Linked DNA regions of Capra hircus: regions 1 and 2 are each linked to region 3. A link is a contact called in public Hi-C data. All regions are on one chromosome and are shown on one strand. Each heading gives the region's core, a stretch centred on a gene start, on an enhancer-like site or on the middle of the called end of the contact. The rest is flanking DNA. Distances are from core to core; before and after follow the strand shown.

Region 1 (3,120 bases), core at 444-2,943, 130 kb after region 3:
AGACACAGTTCTGGTTCAGTCCCATCACTTCATGACAAATAGATGGGGAAACAGTGGAAACAGCGACAGTCTTTATTTTCTTGGGCTCCCAAATCACTGCAGATGGTGACTGCAGCCATGAAATTAAAAGACGCTTGCTCCTTGGTAAAAAAGCGATGGCAAACCTAGGCAGCATATTAAAAGCAGAGACATTACTTTGCCAACAAACATCCATACAGTCAAAGCTATGGTTTTCCAGTGGTCATGTATGGGTGTGAGAGTTGGACTACAAAGAAGGCTGAGCGCCAAAGAATTGCTGCTTTGAACTGTGGTGTTGGAGAAGACTCTTCAGAGGCCCTTGGACTGCAAGGAGATCCAACCAGTCCATCCTAAGGGCGACTAGTCCTCAATGTTCATTGGAAGGACTGATGCTAAAGCTGAGACTCCAACACTGTGCTGTGCTTAGCCGCTCAGTCGTGTCTGACTCTGTGACCCCATGGACTGCAGCCTGCCAGGCTCCTCTGCCCATGGGATTCTCCAGGCCAGAACACTGGAGTGGGGTGCCATGCCCTGCTCCAGGGGGTCTTCCCAAAGCAGGGCTGGAACCCAGGCCTCCCGCATTGCAGGCCGATTCTTTACCAGCTGAGCTGCCTGGGACGCCCATTATGGACAATTACCATTATGAGCAATGCCACAGTGAATATCTTTGCCCCTCTGTGGTGCCACGTCTATTCAATTACCTTCTGAGAGTAACATTTAGAAGTGTTTTTAAGGAGTTTAAGGCTACACCACCTGAATTTTGACACATATGGCTGGTTTTTAGGAAGAATTCTGTATCACCAAGATTCCCTATGACTTTGCAAGAAGGCTCCAGACAGGGTGCCATCGTCTCCAAGCTCCACTGTCTGAGAGAGCTCCTTTTCCCTCCACATTCATCAAGGGGAGATAAAGATATGGTAGCTCCCAACTTTGCAAAACACTTCTAAAACTCCAACTTTGAAGACAAGTCACCACTTGGAGGCCACCTGCTCTGCAACGAGCAATTTTCTCTCTTACAGAATTAGAGCAGAGCAGTGGGGCTCGGTGCTGAGGGTTCAATCTAACTGCACAGAGTTTATTGAGAGCGCGCTCTGTATAAGACTGACACACCAGGAAATGCAGAGAATTATAGAAAATCATCCCCTCAACATCTTGAAGGAGACCTAAGGATCGTTTCACTCCATTCTCTGATTTGGAAAGTAAATAAACAGAAGCCTGGGAAGTCTTAGCAAGCCAAGCAGGGGGTCAGAGACAGAACGAGAATCCTATTCCTGGCTGCCCACTTAAAGGACGGTCCTCGCCCTGCAAATTCATGATCCAAGTCAAAAGAAAAAGTGAAAGTGTTAGTTGCTCAGTTGTGTCCAATTCATTGCGACCCCATGGACTGCAGCCTTCCAGGCTCATCTCTCCATTGAACTCCCCAGGCAAGAATACAGAGTGGGTTGCCATTCCCTTCTCCAGAGGAGCTTCCCGACCAGGAACCCAGGTCTCCTGCATTGCAGGCGGATTCTTTACCATCCAAGCCACCTGGGAAGCCCAAACCACGGTGCCTACCTGCTCCTGCAGCCCAGTCCTGTGTGCTGTGGCTGGCGCGGCAGCTCTGCCGGAGGAGCTCAGCCAGAACCTCCCACTGCTGTTCCTGCTGCAGCGACCTTGCTCCTCTGCCCTCCCACTTCTGACACTTCCCATCCCTTCTTCAGAACAGCAGTACTTCCAATTACACAAGAAATGATTTGCTCTATTTACAGACAATTGATGTGTGAAAAAATACGTCTCCTTCCTCTTTCTGAATTTCAAGGTCTGGGAAATAACACAAAGGAGAAGTAACAGATAAGAGAAAGAGCTTGTGGAGATACGTGAGATGCATACCCCAGTTAGAGTCCATTTCCCTTCTCCTTGGGTACATTCAGCTGACTCCTTTAAGCCTGAGTTTTCTTATCCGCTAAACTTTGGCCACCTGCTGTGAAGAGCTGACTCAGTTGAAAAGACCCTGATGCTGGGAAAGGTTGAAGGCAGGAGGAGAAGGGGACGACAGAGGATGAGATGGTTGGATGGCGTCACTGACTCAATGGACATGAGTTTGAATAAACTCTGGGAGTTGGTGATGGACAGGGAGGGCTGGCGTGCTGCAATCCATGGGGTCGCAAAGAGTAGGACATGACTGAGTGACTGAACTGAAGTGAAATGAAGCTTGTTGTTTAGCCATTAAATCATGTCCAACTCTTTTGCAACCCCATAACTGTAGCCCCCCAGGCTCCTCTGTCCATGGGATTTCCCAGGCAATAGTACTGGAGTGGGTTGCCATTTCCTTCTCCAGGGGATCTTCCCGACCCAGGAATTGAACCTGTGTCCCCTGCATTGCAGGCAGATTCTTTACCACTGAGCCGCCTGGGAAGGTAGACAATAATAATGTGGGTGCTGCTACTGCTGCTGCTAAGCCGCTTCAGTTGTGTCTGACTCTGTGCGACCCCATAGACGGCAGCCCCCCAGGCTCCTGTCCCTGGGATTCTCCAGGCAAGAACACTGGAGTGTGTTGCCATTTCCTTCTCCAATGCATGAAAGTGAAAAGTGAAAGTGAAGTCGCTCAGTCGTGTCCGACTGTTAGTGACCCCATGGACTGCAGCCCACCAGGCTCCTCCATCCATGGGATTTTCCAAGCAAGAGCACTGGAGTGGGACGCTAGTTCCACTCTAGGGCTGTTGGGAAAATTAGAGGGAGAGGACAGAAAGAGTTTATAGAATGTAGGCATTCCATAACTTGTGATAATAACGATATTAACTTTGAACTTGGGAGAACTGATATATTTCCCCATTGTCCTGGCTGCTGGCAAAGTGAAAGTGACCTACGGCATCTCTCACTGCCCACTTGTTGCTTCCTCTGGATGTCTCTTCATTTCCTGGCTTCCTAAGTTCAGGCTCAGAAAAGTGCAGGCACATCTCAGGAAGCAGGTCAGTAGACTGGAGTCAAAGACAAAGCCATCAGGGCTGAAAGCAAGCTCATTTTCCAGGAGGTGTGCATTGCCAGCGGCGTCCCCGGTTGCTCAGTGGGTAAAGAATCCACTCGCAATGTGGGCACCTGGGTTTGATCCCCAGGTTGGGAAGA
Region 2 (2,933 bases), core at 388-2,887, 65 kb after region 3:
CACACACAGGCGGATTCTTTACCAGCTGAGCCACCAGGGAAGCCCAAGAATACTGGAATGGGTCGCCTATCCCTTCTCCAGGGGATCTTCCCAACTCAGGAATCGAACCGGGATCTCCTGCATTGCAGGCAGATTCTTTACCAGCTGAGATGCGAGGAAAGCCCTTGCAATGTTCATAGTGGCACTGCTTTCAGTAGGCAAGACATAGAAGCAACCCAAATGTTTTACCAACAGATAAATAGAGAAGATTTAGGTCTTCTCTTATAGCTCAGTTGGTAAAGAATTTGCCTGCAATGCAGGAGACCCGGGTTCAGTCCCTGGGTCAGGAAGATCCCCTGGAGAAGGAAATGGCAACCCACTCCAGTATTCTTGCCTGGAGAATCCTATGGACAGAGGAGCCTGGGGGGCTACCATCCTTGGGGTCTCAAGAGTCGAACATGACTGAGCGACTAAACCACCACCACCGTGGTTTCTATGCACAGTGGAATGTCCTTTAGCTATAAATGGAATGAAACAGTCTCATTTGCAGCAACGCTGATGGGCCTAGAGATTATCACTGAGAGAAGTAAGTCAGAAAGAGAAAGACAAATACCATACGATATCATTTAGATGCGGAATCTACAATATGACTTACATGAACTTATCAATGAAACAGAAACACTCAGAGACCTAGGGAACAGACCTGTGGTTTCCAGAGGGGAGGGGAGGCGGGGGCAGGGTTGGACTGGGAGTTTAGGGTCGCAGGTGCAAACTATTATGAATAGACAACAAGGTCCTACTCTGTAGCATAGGAAACTGTATTCAGTACCCTGTGATAAATCATACTAGAAGAGGGTACGGAAAAGAATGTATATATGGCTGAATCACTGCTGCACAGCAGAAATTAGCACAACTTTGTAAATAAACTACACTTCAGTAAAACAGATTTAATAAACATCGTTCTACTGTATGTATGTATGTATATATATATATATATATATATATATATATATTTCCCCCTTCTCTTCTTACCCACTGTCTTAGTTCAGGCTTCTGTACCATAGACTGAGTGGCTTACAAACAGCAGAAATTTATTCCTCATAGTTCTGAAGACCCAAAGTCTGAGCTCTGATTCCCGGCCTGGTTGGGTTCTGAAGGAGGTCCTCTGCCAGGTCGCAGAGTGCTGCTGGCTAGCTGGCTTTCTGGCTTTCTGGCCTCCCCTTCCAAGGGCTCTAATCCCCCATTCATGCAGGCTCCACCAGTGGAAACTAACGAAACGACCTCCCGAAAATCCCGTCTCCAAATACCATCACATTAAGATTAGGATTTCAGATATAAATTTGGGGGCTAACAAACATTAAGCCTCTAACATACCCTGTGTGGAATTTACATGGGGGAAATCTTACTCACCCCTAAGACTTTCATTCTTGTAGCGAGCAATTTTGGAAAGGGCATGCTCGAGTCGTAGGTTGAGCCTGTGGCATCCGCTGACTGAAATTCGGGCATAGTGATGTCTGGAGGAAAGACCAGGAACACAGGACTGTGTGCAGCTCTTGAGCTCATGATGGCGTAGCTGAGGTTCTGAAGTGAAACCTAAAGATGGTTTAGCTGATACTTCAGCCTAGGTCATGCTCTTCTGTACAAGGCCGTCGGAAGCACCGCCATTGTTGTGCTTTGCCTTGGAATTACAGAACCGCTGAGTCATAGTCATGGAATCTCAGGACTGGTCAAGATCTCCAGAAGGTTAGTGAGTAAAAGGCCCAGGTCTGGGGTTCAGAGATCTGCCCAGTAGACCTGATTCAGTCAGGAACTCACTGTGATCTTGGGCAAGTCATAGCCCCCTCTTGGTTTCAGCCTCCTTATCTGTGCACCTATTAGGTTGGACTAAATGGTCTATAAAGACATTTCAATTCTCAAATAAATGAGTTTTATGGACATGTATTCTAGTTCTCTGTCTTCAAACAGGTAGAAAACAAAACCTCTCAGGCCACAGAATTAATTAGCTACGTCTTGAAGCAGATGTATCTATTTAGCCTGTCACTTTTGTTTTTCGCCAGCTGAGTTTATTAGCTTCAGCTCAGTTCAGTTCAGTTGCTCAGTTGCGTCTGACTCTTTGGGACCCCATAGACTGCAACACACCAGGCTTCCTTGTCTATCACCAACTCCCAGACCTGCTCAAACTCATGTCCAGCAAGTCAGTGATGCCATCCAACCATCTCATCCTCTGTCATCCCCTTCTCCTCCCGCCTTCAATCTTTACCAGCATCAGGGTCTTTTCCAGTGAGTCAGTTCTTCCAATCAGGTGGCCAAAGTATTGGAGTTTCAGCTTCAACATCAGTCCTTCCAATGAATAGTCAAGGTTGATTTCCTTTAGGATTGACTGCTTTGATCTCTTTGCAGTCCAAAGGACTCTCAAGAGTCTTCTCCAACACCACAGTTCAAAAGCATCAGTTCTTCCGCACTCAGCTCTCTTTATGGCCCAACTCTTGCATCTGTAATGACTACTGGAAAAACCATAGCCTTGACTAGACGGACCTTTATTAGCTTAGCTGTGAACAAACCACTTTAAGACTCAGTGGCTTCAAACAGCCACCATTTGCTATTGCTCACAGTGCTTTGGGTTCTGTTGGGTGAGTCTACTGGCTGGTCTAGCTCAGCTCTCCTCTGTCCAGCTTTCTCATGCGTCTGTGGTTAGCTGGTGGAGGGGCCATAGCTAGGTGATTTAGTGTGACTTCCGGCACATATCTGGGCTTCCCAGGTCACTCTTGTGGTAAGGAACCCGCCTGCCAATTCAGGAAACAAAAGAGACGCTGGTTCAGTTCCCGGGTTGGCAAGGTCCCCTGGAGGAGGGCATGACAATCCACTCCAGTACTCTTGCCTGGAGAACCCTCTGGACAGAGAAGCCTGGCGGACTACAGTCCATGGGGTCACGAAGAGTCGGACACGACTGAAGC
Region 3 (2,935 bases), core at 253-2,752:
AGATCATATTTATAATAACATAAAGTCAGAAAGGAAGATGTTTCCACGTTAGAAGCCTATGCTCACACTAGGAGTGAGCATCGTGTGTGCCGCTCTATACAGTTTTGCATTCTAATGGCCTCTTTCCCCTTCTGCTTAAATTGTTTCACTTAAATTGGATTAAGGGCAGTGCTGTGCGCACATTTGTGTTCCTGGGGAAACACGAACAGTTCACTCCTTCTTTCAGATAGTCTGAACAGAATTTTCTCATTGGATAGTAAGTTATAAATAATGCTTGAAAGTGATACAGAAATGAAAGTGTTAGTTGCTTAGCTGTGTCTAGCTCTTTGTGACCCATGGACCCTAGCCCACCAGGTTCCTCTGCCCATGGAATTATCTGGGCATGAATACTAGAGTGGGTAGCCATTCCCTTCTCCATGGGATCTTCCTGACCCAGGGGTTGAACCCAGGTCTCCTGCATTGCAGGCATATTCTTTACCGTCTGAGCCCCCAGGGAAACCTTACATTTTAACGCTTACGTTCTCTCAGTTTTTCATATTTTGGGGAGAGGAGGGGTTGCAGCTGATAAGCCAGGCTTCACACATCGCACATTGTAATGTTGGACCTGCAGGGCACAATCCCCGTGACCACAGCACATGCGGCTACATGCACAGGTTTCACAGTAACTAGAAGGGTCTGCACATTATCCAACGAGGTGAGAACCACTAACTGCCTTAGCGTTTGTTTTTTTTTCTGTATTTATCTTCTCACTGATTTTTGTTTGTTTCCAGCGCTTGTCTGCATTCTGCTGTGTGAGGGGCACCAGCCTATTCAGGCGTGATGGCTCCGTGTTTGCCAGGCAGAGTCCATCTTGTAGCCAGAGATGCAGGGAGCCAGATCCAGTTTCCTGGGAAGGGATGTGGTGCGGGATTGGTCTCTTGGGGCTGGAGGTCTCAGGAAAGAAACCAAGGACCAGTGATATAAACTGGCTAAGAATAAGGGGAGGAGGAGGCAAGAGATGCCCAGGGCTCCTAGAAAGTATGTGGAATGAAGGCAGATTCTAAACCTCAGTGTCTAGTGGCTAAAGGATGGTAGTATATTTGATACTAGAGAAGGGAATGGCAACCCTCTCCAGTATTCTTGCCTGGAGAATCCCATGGACAGAGGAGCTTGGTGGGCTACAGTCCATGGGGTCACAAAAAGCCAGACATCCCTGAACGACTCCACACACACACACACACACACACACACACACACACACACACACACACACACACACACGAATTAGTTTAGAAATAGCATCACATGCTGTTTATCGGACACTATTTGGTCTTACATTCACCTCCGTTATTTATTCTCATGAAAACCCTGTAATAAGTTTAACTGCCGCTTTGGACAGGGGGACGGTGCGTGGAAGCGTGGCAAGCAGTCTGCCTGAGGGCACAGTCAGGGAATACGTGGCAGGCTCTGGGCTCTGTGTCCACAGGCGCCAGGCTCGGTCTTGAAGCAGGGCGCCTGCAGGAGCTGCTTCTCACCGGGTCTGCAGGCTCCCACGGGCCACGGAGGAAAAGCGGCGGCAGGCGGCGGCGGGGGGCACTGCAGGATGGGCGGCGCCCGGCTCCCGGTGGAGCTTCCCCAAGACTGGGAAGTCTGCGCGGCAGCTGCGCCTGAGTCGTGCCCTCTAGTGGCCTGTGCGGTCCAAGACGCGGCCTTGACAGGACGGTGACAGGCTTCACCACCAGGTGTCCTCCATGGCTCATCTTTGCCTCTTCTTTTTCTTCATCCCCCTTGAACTTTCTTGCCTCTTTCAAGCAAGGACGCTTTTCATTCTTTCTACGAGGCACCAAGAAGTTACCTTGGATCTTGGAGAGGCAAGAGAAAATGAGCGCCTTTTCTGCTCCCGGGCGCTGTGCAACTCCAGAAAGTGACAGAGAGCTGGGGATCTTATCATGTTGCTTGGACAGTACGTGTCTGTGGGTCAAGTGACTTGAACCTAAAGAAAGTATTTGTTGAATATTTAATGTCTAGGCAGAGGAAGATGAAGCTGAGAGACAGGAAAAAGTTATTAGCAGCAAAAGAGAGACAACAAGAAGGGTGTGCTGCTGTGAAGTTGAGGAGGAAGCGTTTGAAAGCAACGTGATATGGTGAGGGTGTGACTTCTCCCCAAATTGACAGAAAGGTTTAATAAAATTCCTTCCAAAACCCCAATGAGGTTTTTGTTAAACAGGCACAGAGTCACTCTAAAGTTTCTGTGAAATGGCACAGGATGAAGAGCAGCTGGAACAATCCCAGGAAGAATAAAGGAGAAGGACCCTCTCTGTGCAGTGAAGGTTCACTATGTAGCCACAGGAGGTCAGTCCTGGGTGTTCACTGGAAGGACTGATGTTGAAGCTGAAGCTCCAATACTTTGGCCACCTGATGCAAAGAGCTGACTCGTTAGAAAAGACCCCGATGCTGGGAAAGATTGAAGGCAGGAGAAGGGGACGACAGAGGATGAGATGGTTGGATGGTATTACTGAACTGATGGACCTGAGTTTGAGCAAGCCCCGGGAGTTGGTGATGGACAGGGAGGCCTGGTGTGCTGCAGTTCGTGGGGTCACAAAGAGTCGGACACGACTGAGCGGCTGAACTGAACTGATATAGCTACAGGACTTCGCTGTTGGCTCAGGTGGTGAAGAACCTATCGCAGGAGACCCAGTTTGATCCCTGGATCAGGACGATCCCCTTGGAGAAGGGAATGGCCCCCCACTCCGGTTCTTTCTTGGAATTCCATGAACAGAGGAGCCTGACAGGCTACAGTGCATGGGGTCACAAAGAGTCGGACGTGACGGGGCAACTCCACTTTTCTCATGTAGGCACAAGGATTGAGACTGTGGTGCTGGAGAGGGGCACACAGATCAATGGAATAGAATAGACAGCCCAGATGGAGAAGCGCACAGACACACCTAGGTTTTCA

What was found. Hi-C and Micro-C count contacts between places; a contact is called where the count stands out from the background.
Region 1: a contact with region 3 is called in a Hi-C map of blood, with 3 times the contacts expected there. The contact joins the promoter of LOC102171899 here to the enhancer-like site in region 3. A contact is called at or near these places in 2 of 5 Hi-C or Micro-C datasets (both in blood).
Region 2: a Hi-C map of blood shows a contact between it and region 3, with 5 times the contacts expected there. The contact joins the promoter of LOC102178292 here to the enhancer-like site in region 3. A contact is called at or near these places in 3 of 5 Hi-C or Micro-C datasets (all in blood).

The regions. Positions count from the first base shown.
Region 1 is chr15:340,070-343,189 of ARS1.2, forward strand. It overlaps LOC102171899 (membrane-spanning 4-domains subfamily A member 7), which reads right to left and starts at 1,694. Exons shown (of 5, transcript XM_013969988.2): 1 at 1,573-1,694.
Region 2 is chr15:280,325-283,257 of ARS1.2, forward strand. LOC102178292 (membrane-spanning 4-domains subfamily A member 5) reads right to left here and starts at 1,638. Exons shown (of 5, transcript XM_018058937.1): 1 at 1,390-1,638. The coding sequence starts at 1,542.
Region 3 is chr15:214,964-217,898 of ARS1.2, forward strand. No RefSeq gene overlaps it. Among named protein-coding and RNA genes, the nearest start is that of MS4A13, 33 kb to the left of the region's middle. Within about 2 kb of position 1,503, at least 1 of the 5 cell types and tissues checked has an H3K27ac peak or open chromatin away from gene starts, as enhancers often do.